Regions from separate parts of the Sparus aurata genome. Here region 2 is linked to region 1. A link is a contact called in public Hi-C data. All regions are on one chromosome and are shown on one strand. Each heading gives the region's core, a stretch centred on a gene start, on an enhancer-like site or on the middle of the called end of the contact. The rest is flanking DNA. Distances are from core to core; before and after follow the strand shown.

The links. Hi-C and Micro-C count contacts between places; a contact is called where the count stands out from the background.
Region 2: a contact with region 1 is called in a Hi-C map of an unstated tissue, with 9 times the contacts expected there. The contact joins the promoter of ctdp1 here to the promoter of slc66a2 in region 1. A contact is called at or near these places in 2 of 2 Hi-C or Micro-C datasets (skeletal muscle and an unstated tissue).

Annotation. Positions count from the first base shown.
Region 1 is chr3:26,360,028-26,363,154 of fSpaAur1.1, reverse strand. It overlaps slc66a2 (solute carrier family 66 member 2), which reads right to left and starts at 1,866. Exons shown (of 4, transcript XM_030412706.1): 1 at 1,007-1,866; 2 at 191-324. The coding sequence starts at 1,209.
Region 2 is chr3:26,542,674-26,545,951 of fSpaAur1.1, reverse strand. ctdp1 (CTD (carboxy-terminal domain, RNA polymerase II, polypeptide A) phosphatase, subunit 1) reads left to right here and starts at 1,907. Exons shown (of 13, transcript XM_030412508.1): 1 at 1,907-2,205. The coding sequence starts at 1,907.

The DNA.
Region 1 (3,127 bases), core at 617-3,116:
ACATCCACCAAGATATTTTTACGCTCTCGCACAGGATCACATCTCCATCACACGTCCTCTCATATTCACTCCCACACACTCGCTCCTTATTGCTGTGTAACATTTGGAGAGGCACTTAAAAGCACACACGGACACTTTCTCGCACAGTGTTTATCTGCAATGTAAAGAGGCCCCGGCGAGGGTTTCTGACCTATGAATGAGCGCCTCTTGGTGTTGAGTTCAGTGGCCATGCGGACGTTGGTGCACAGGTTCAGCATGATGAGCATGGTGGCGATCATGATGATGCTCTGCCACAGCAACAGCGTCTCGAAGTAGCGACCAAACCTGATGGGGGGAAAAAAAAAACACACAGAAGAATGTGTGAATGTGGTATGCCACATGTAGCATGCATGATTAGAGTCAAAGCTCTCTTGGTACCCGTGCTGCAGCAAAGAGAGACCATGATGGTATCAGCCACTCCAGATTAGATGAACACACAATAGATAAGTGAAATCTACTCAGTTTGATGTCTTAAAAGTAGCTTTACTAGGACGGAGTTCGGTTTGTACTTGCAGCGAACAGTTTTCAGAACTCCTGTGTGTCACATCTCTTGACTTTGCAAGTGTGTTTAGTACTGCAGTTTTACTTTAAGATGAATTATATACCTTTCATGAAAACATAGCAACCAGTGTTTAATCTGCTTACATTGAAACAGATTATAGCTGTTATTCTGTGAACTTATAGTGGGGGTAAATTGTGTTTGGAGTTCACTTTTTGGTCATAAATTGAGTCCACCACCTCAGCAGGAGGACACCAATGAGAACTAAATCTTCAGTTTCAAGGCAATGGAAGCTCCTATGATGTTTTCCTTTCAGCCGAATTTCAAAGAATATCCTGCTGATTATTGAACATTTCATTACTTGTTACATAATATATCCAATTTGGCTCTAAAGCAAAAGAGTATTAAATTGAGTGATTTCCAAATGGAGTTTTGTTATAATACAAACGAGAGGGAATAACTGGTTACCTGAAGAGTATCCTCAGGATGTTTGCCACCAGGAGAACCAGGCACACATAGGTGGAGAAGCCCTCGGCGTTCTGTGTCCTGCGGATGTCTCTGTACTGGGGGATGTAGGGCACCACCCCACCAAACACCATGGCACCAGCAGCCACCCACGACACCAGGCTGTTAAACACAGCCACCATCTGTTCGAACAGCTCATCATCCATGTTGAGCAGCTCAGCAGTCCAACACCTGGCCAAGAAGTTGTGAAGTGATGTCAGCTGGCTGTCACTGCCTCAGTGGAGACTACGATGAGGTGTTTCTCCTCTGCTGGATCCTTGGAACGAGTTTGACAGCGTAACAAAACAAACATCCGTGAGTTTCGTGCATAATCCCCCACACGGACAAAGAAGGCAGCTACTGCCACGCCATCACAAGCTGAGCAGTGAATCCGACACTACGACCCCGGGGGGCTAATGATACAGTAACATCGGAGAACAGTCCGAACAGTGAGAACATCAATGTGTTAGCTACGGTGCCAGCGGAACAACAATGCTTACAACAGGAAGCGGCGGTATTCGCTGTGAAGGAGACGACCGCAGATGCTTATCTGCTCAAAACATCCCGATTCTCTGATTCAACTCTTCTGTTGATGCTAGCTGGCGCTGTTTTGAAAAGCTGCGCCGAACTCACGAGAAGAAACTCTCAGTTTTCCTGAAATAGCATAGAAAGCCCTTGAACTCTTCAGGAAAATTAAAACAAACCGCATTTTTGTTGCCCAGAGTTCCTATAGCATAATAGTTTGTTCAGCAAGTGGCCCATATACAGTGTATTTCTGTTATATGGTCGAGCCCACACTTCCTGAAACGTCACACGTCACGCGTTACGACAAAGATGTTTGACTTAGTCAAGATAGTTCACACACCATCTAAAACTGTCGTGTAGGACAGGGATTTCTGAACTTACAGTCTGACTGTACCAGCAGTTTGGAAAATGATGGAGAGCAAAAGGTTATTTCTTAAAAAAAATAAAACAAATGTCATCAGTGATACACATGATTAAATATGTGCATAAATGTACAACAAGTAATCTTCTAACTTGCTAGGAAACAGGCTCAATGTAATACTGATGCCTGTATATAACATCAGGACTATCAGGAAGAATATTGGCTATTTATATTCCTATTCTGAATGATGGTCAGTTGGTGATATTCATTTGTATGGGGACCATGTACAATATTAATCACAAATGTTGCCATTGGCAGGTCATATATTATAATACCTGCACTAAAAAAGGGCACACATCTGTATGGATAAAACACCCTTCAAGTAATTCAAAGTCACATTTATAGATTTTACAATTATTTTGCTTTTCTAAAATAAAGTTAATACTTTCCAACCAGTTAATGTTGGTTTCTATCCAGGGGCCCCAGTCCTGCAAGTGGCCTATACCTATTTTTTATTTTTTTCCTGGCACTGCTCTTCTAAATGAATCCAACCCCGCTACAGGCAATGAAAATTGCTTTGAATGAGGAATCTCACTCTGCCTGTTCTTGCTCTTACAGCTGAGCTACACCTTGTTGAATATTTCATGCAACCTGGTTTATTTAAGTTGACTTATTGCTTTGCACACCACAGCAGATGCATACAAATAACACGAGCGCTGCAGTTCAAATTGAGATGCCTTTTTTTTACTGTGTTAAGGATTTTAACATATTCAGCGGGAGTGAATTCAGACTGTCACTGACACAAAATCCAGATTATAAAGATTTAAAAAGGCTTAATGAAAGTTATATAACCCTCAGAGCAGACCACCTCTCATCTGTCAGCTGTCACTTTGATCCAGGATAATCTCTTACATAAAAAACAGAGCTTCAGTTTGGAGGGGAGACACACACACACAGAGACCTGCCTGACGGGATCAACCAGTTTACAAAGAGTTAATAAAACGCTCTGCCCATATGCTTCCATGCATACAGATCCGCGCGGATGTCAAAGTCAAGCCCGCCAAAGTAAGTCAGCACGGGACCGGATATTCCATAACAGTTACCTTCACAATAAAAGCGTTAAAGATGAAGCTTGCAGGAAGCGTGTCATGTGGTGTTGCAGAGGAATCGAATACTGGATTTGATTTAGTCTTTGACAT
Region 2 (3,278 bases), core at 658-3,157, 180 kb before region 1:
CTGTTTGTTTTCTCTGTATAGACACTCAAATGCATGGAGCATGGAGTGTGCAATCGTAATAATTAGCAACAACTGTGTATTAATTGTTTATTATAATTATGAGTTAAGGTTTATTTAAAAAAGGCTAGTGGTGAGACAGTGAATACATGTAATTAGTGTAATTAAAAACTATGTACAAAAGTTGTTGAAGCATTGATTAATGTAGCTCTATACCATAATTCTGCCTTTAAATGGAAAATTAAACAATTAAATATTACATGGATTCTATCTGAAAGTTTCTTCTCTTTTGTGATCACTTAAAGGTCTTCTGTAGACCTTTTAAGGCATATAAAAGTACTAAATAATAATAATAATAATAATAATATATCTTTTTTTTGTTTTATATGGTCTATCCACAAAAATTTTTAATTTACCAAGTTAAAAAGTCTTAAAATAGCATTTAATCCTTCCCCCTTACTGAAACATACAGAAAAACTAGTAGATACATGATGCGCACTGGATATCACATTTATGCAATTTAGATGCATATTGCATACATATCATATATCAAATACTGACACAATATTGTCTTTCAAAGTTGTTGGGATGTGCAAATACATGCTCATGTAATTATCATCATCTGAGAATTAAGGCAAGCACAGATAAACACACCCCTGGAGCAGATGCATATAAAACCTTCCAGCAAAACTTCCCAATGTGAGGTAACAACAAGAAACACTCACTGTCCGAAACAGAGAGACAAAAACACTTTTTTAACCAACTTTTGTTGGGACTAATTCAAGAAAGTCCAACCCAGTCCAGGGGTAAATGCCCCTGACAAAGTGGGTGAAATTTCAAGTGAAGTTTGTTAGGTGGGCAGAGATGCATCTTGGTGGTGGACTCTCTGATAGGAGGTACCTAATGATGCGTCACTGGTCATATGGAGTGGTTCGAGGCATGCCCTTGTACTTTTAATGTACTTAATTGTTCAAAATTTGAGCCCCAAAACATGATATGACCTTGAAGGATCAGTAATGTAGGCTGTAACAAGAGTGCCATTGCTTATAATAATGACGCACCTAGTTAGCCTATTACCACTAAAGGTGCCACATGAGATATGTTGAAGTATTATTTCTAAGTTTCATCATCTTACATCACTTAGGTCTCTGTGGGTTCCACGGTCCTCATCTCAAGCTTTATGGAAAGTTGTAGCAAATAAAAAAGGATGGAATAGTCGAAAGTTAAGAGTTCATTCCTAGAGATCGTGATGGCCTCATTTGTTGGGACTCGTATTAAACGATAATGTAGTATAACTAAATGTAAAATTGTTTTTCTTTGCGGCTGTCTCAGGTGCATTGCTGTCAGTGTTACAGAATAACAGCGTATCAAATGAGACAGGTTCAGCCAACGAACCCGGAAACATGAACTGGCCTTCAAAATAAAGGTAGCAAAATAGTTCACTGGCACCCAACAGCTATAGAGTTACTGATCATAACAACAAGCAATCGAACTCAAATCAACCAATGGGATGATTAGATGACGTATATGAAACTGTAGCTTTTTTTTATTTCCTCTTTTCTTTAAAACGTGTTAATAAACCACATGGCACAAGTATTTCTCGAAGGATTTTATTTTGAAAGCAGAGTGGGCGGTGTGTTTTGCTGTAGCAGGCTGCATGGTCCACCGGATGCAGTGGCGACCCGTGTCGCTGCAGTGTTGCGCTTTCCTGTTTACGGGCGGGAAGAGCGAACGTAGCTGACTGTGGAAGCTACTGGGTTTAAATTGGCAGCACATTTGTTTTTAATTTTTCCTTCATGCTACTGGTTTGCACGTTTGAATGATACACGGGGTATTGCGAGGTCTTGTGGATACCTTTTAGGCGGGCCGTTCCTGAAAACTAGAGGGATTTTTTGAGAGTGCGGGACAGATGGAGGATCCTCCTGCAGATTCTGGTGGTGGTGGTGGCGGCGGTGCAGCAGCGGAGGGCCCCGCGGTGCAGGTGGCAGATATCTGCTGGCCGACCGGGGCTCTCCCTCTACGGCTCCTAGAGTGGAAAGTCAAACCCGGGTCTCTAATTAACGTGGACTCCGTGTTAGCACTGTGTGCTCCCATACCTCAGGAGAAGGGGGCAGAGGCTGCCAGGCTGCCAGAGAAGAAGGTGAAATCGGACCGTGCTGGAGTAGTCAAGGAGCTATGCTGTCAACTTGGACAAGTCATACCCCCGGGGTGAGTCAGTCTGCTTGCTATAGCTAACTATGTTCACTGAACCAACCATTGCCGGGAAAGGATACAAGCAGCATGTCAGCTGCAGTTTTGGTACCGCTTTGCCAGCTTCAGACTTAACCCGCAGTGCAACGTTAGCTAGCTAACGAGCTAACATTGCTACATATAGGTGCTAAGTTAACGTTAGCATGTTTGCTAGCAGTACTCAAATCACTCACAGCACTTGCTCGTGTCAAGTCAGTCAAAACAAACAAGGAGACTTTTGGACAGAACTTTCAAAATAAAAGTGCATTTAGTGCGATAATCTGTTTCTGGACCTTTTCGGGTCTCTAAACCAGTTGGAAGTGATAACCAGTTGCAAGCAGAAATTAGGTTAACATTATACGTATTCTTGAATTGTCTCTTGAATGTACATGCAGTCAAGTTTACAGGCTAAACATTTCTTGAGCCTTTATTCTGAAGGCAAAATCACGTGGAGCGCTGTCTCGTTGTGTTTGCCTTGACGCAGCCGCCCCTCGCGTGCACGGAGTGTGTACATGCTGCATAGGCTGACAGGTGGAGGAGTGATCCGAGTCTGCCGAGGTCCCAGTGACTCTTACACGGCCGTCGTTACTCCTGCTTCATCGTGACTGCTTTTTATTTCAGAACAACACTAGATTTATTTGGCAAACAAGCACATATTTGAATTATGACTATAAAGCTTCACTTGTCTTGTTATGTTTTTGGTCTTACAATTGCGCGTCGGTCAAGTGTACCTAACATGAAATACGTTGTATATTTGAATGTTAAGATGGAGTTTTTAATTAAACATATATCATAAATCTAATTGAATTAAAGTTTGTAATGTTTCTAAAGTGAATTATCAACCGTGTGAATTACAAAGCAAAGCGACTGAGTGCATAATGTTCAGCTATTTATTACAGTAGGTACATTCATGCTCGCTGGATTTACAACTTGTTCTCAAAGTAATATCTCAGTGATAACGTTTGTCAGTAAGCAACTTGCTGATATAAAGTATCAAGGCTCACACCTTATCTGTAAGGTAAAAATGCTAAAACATGAAACATCGAATAAAC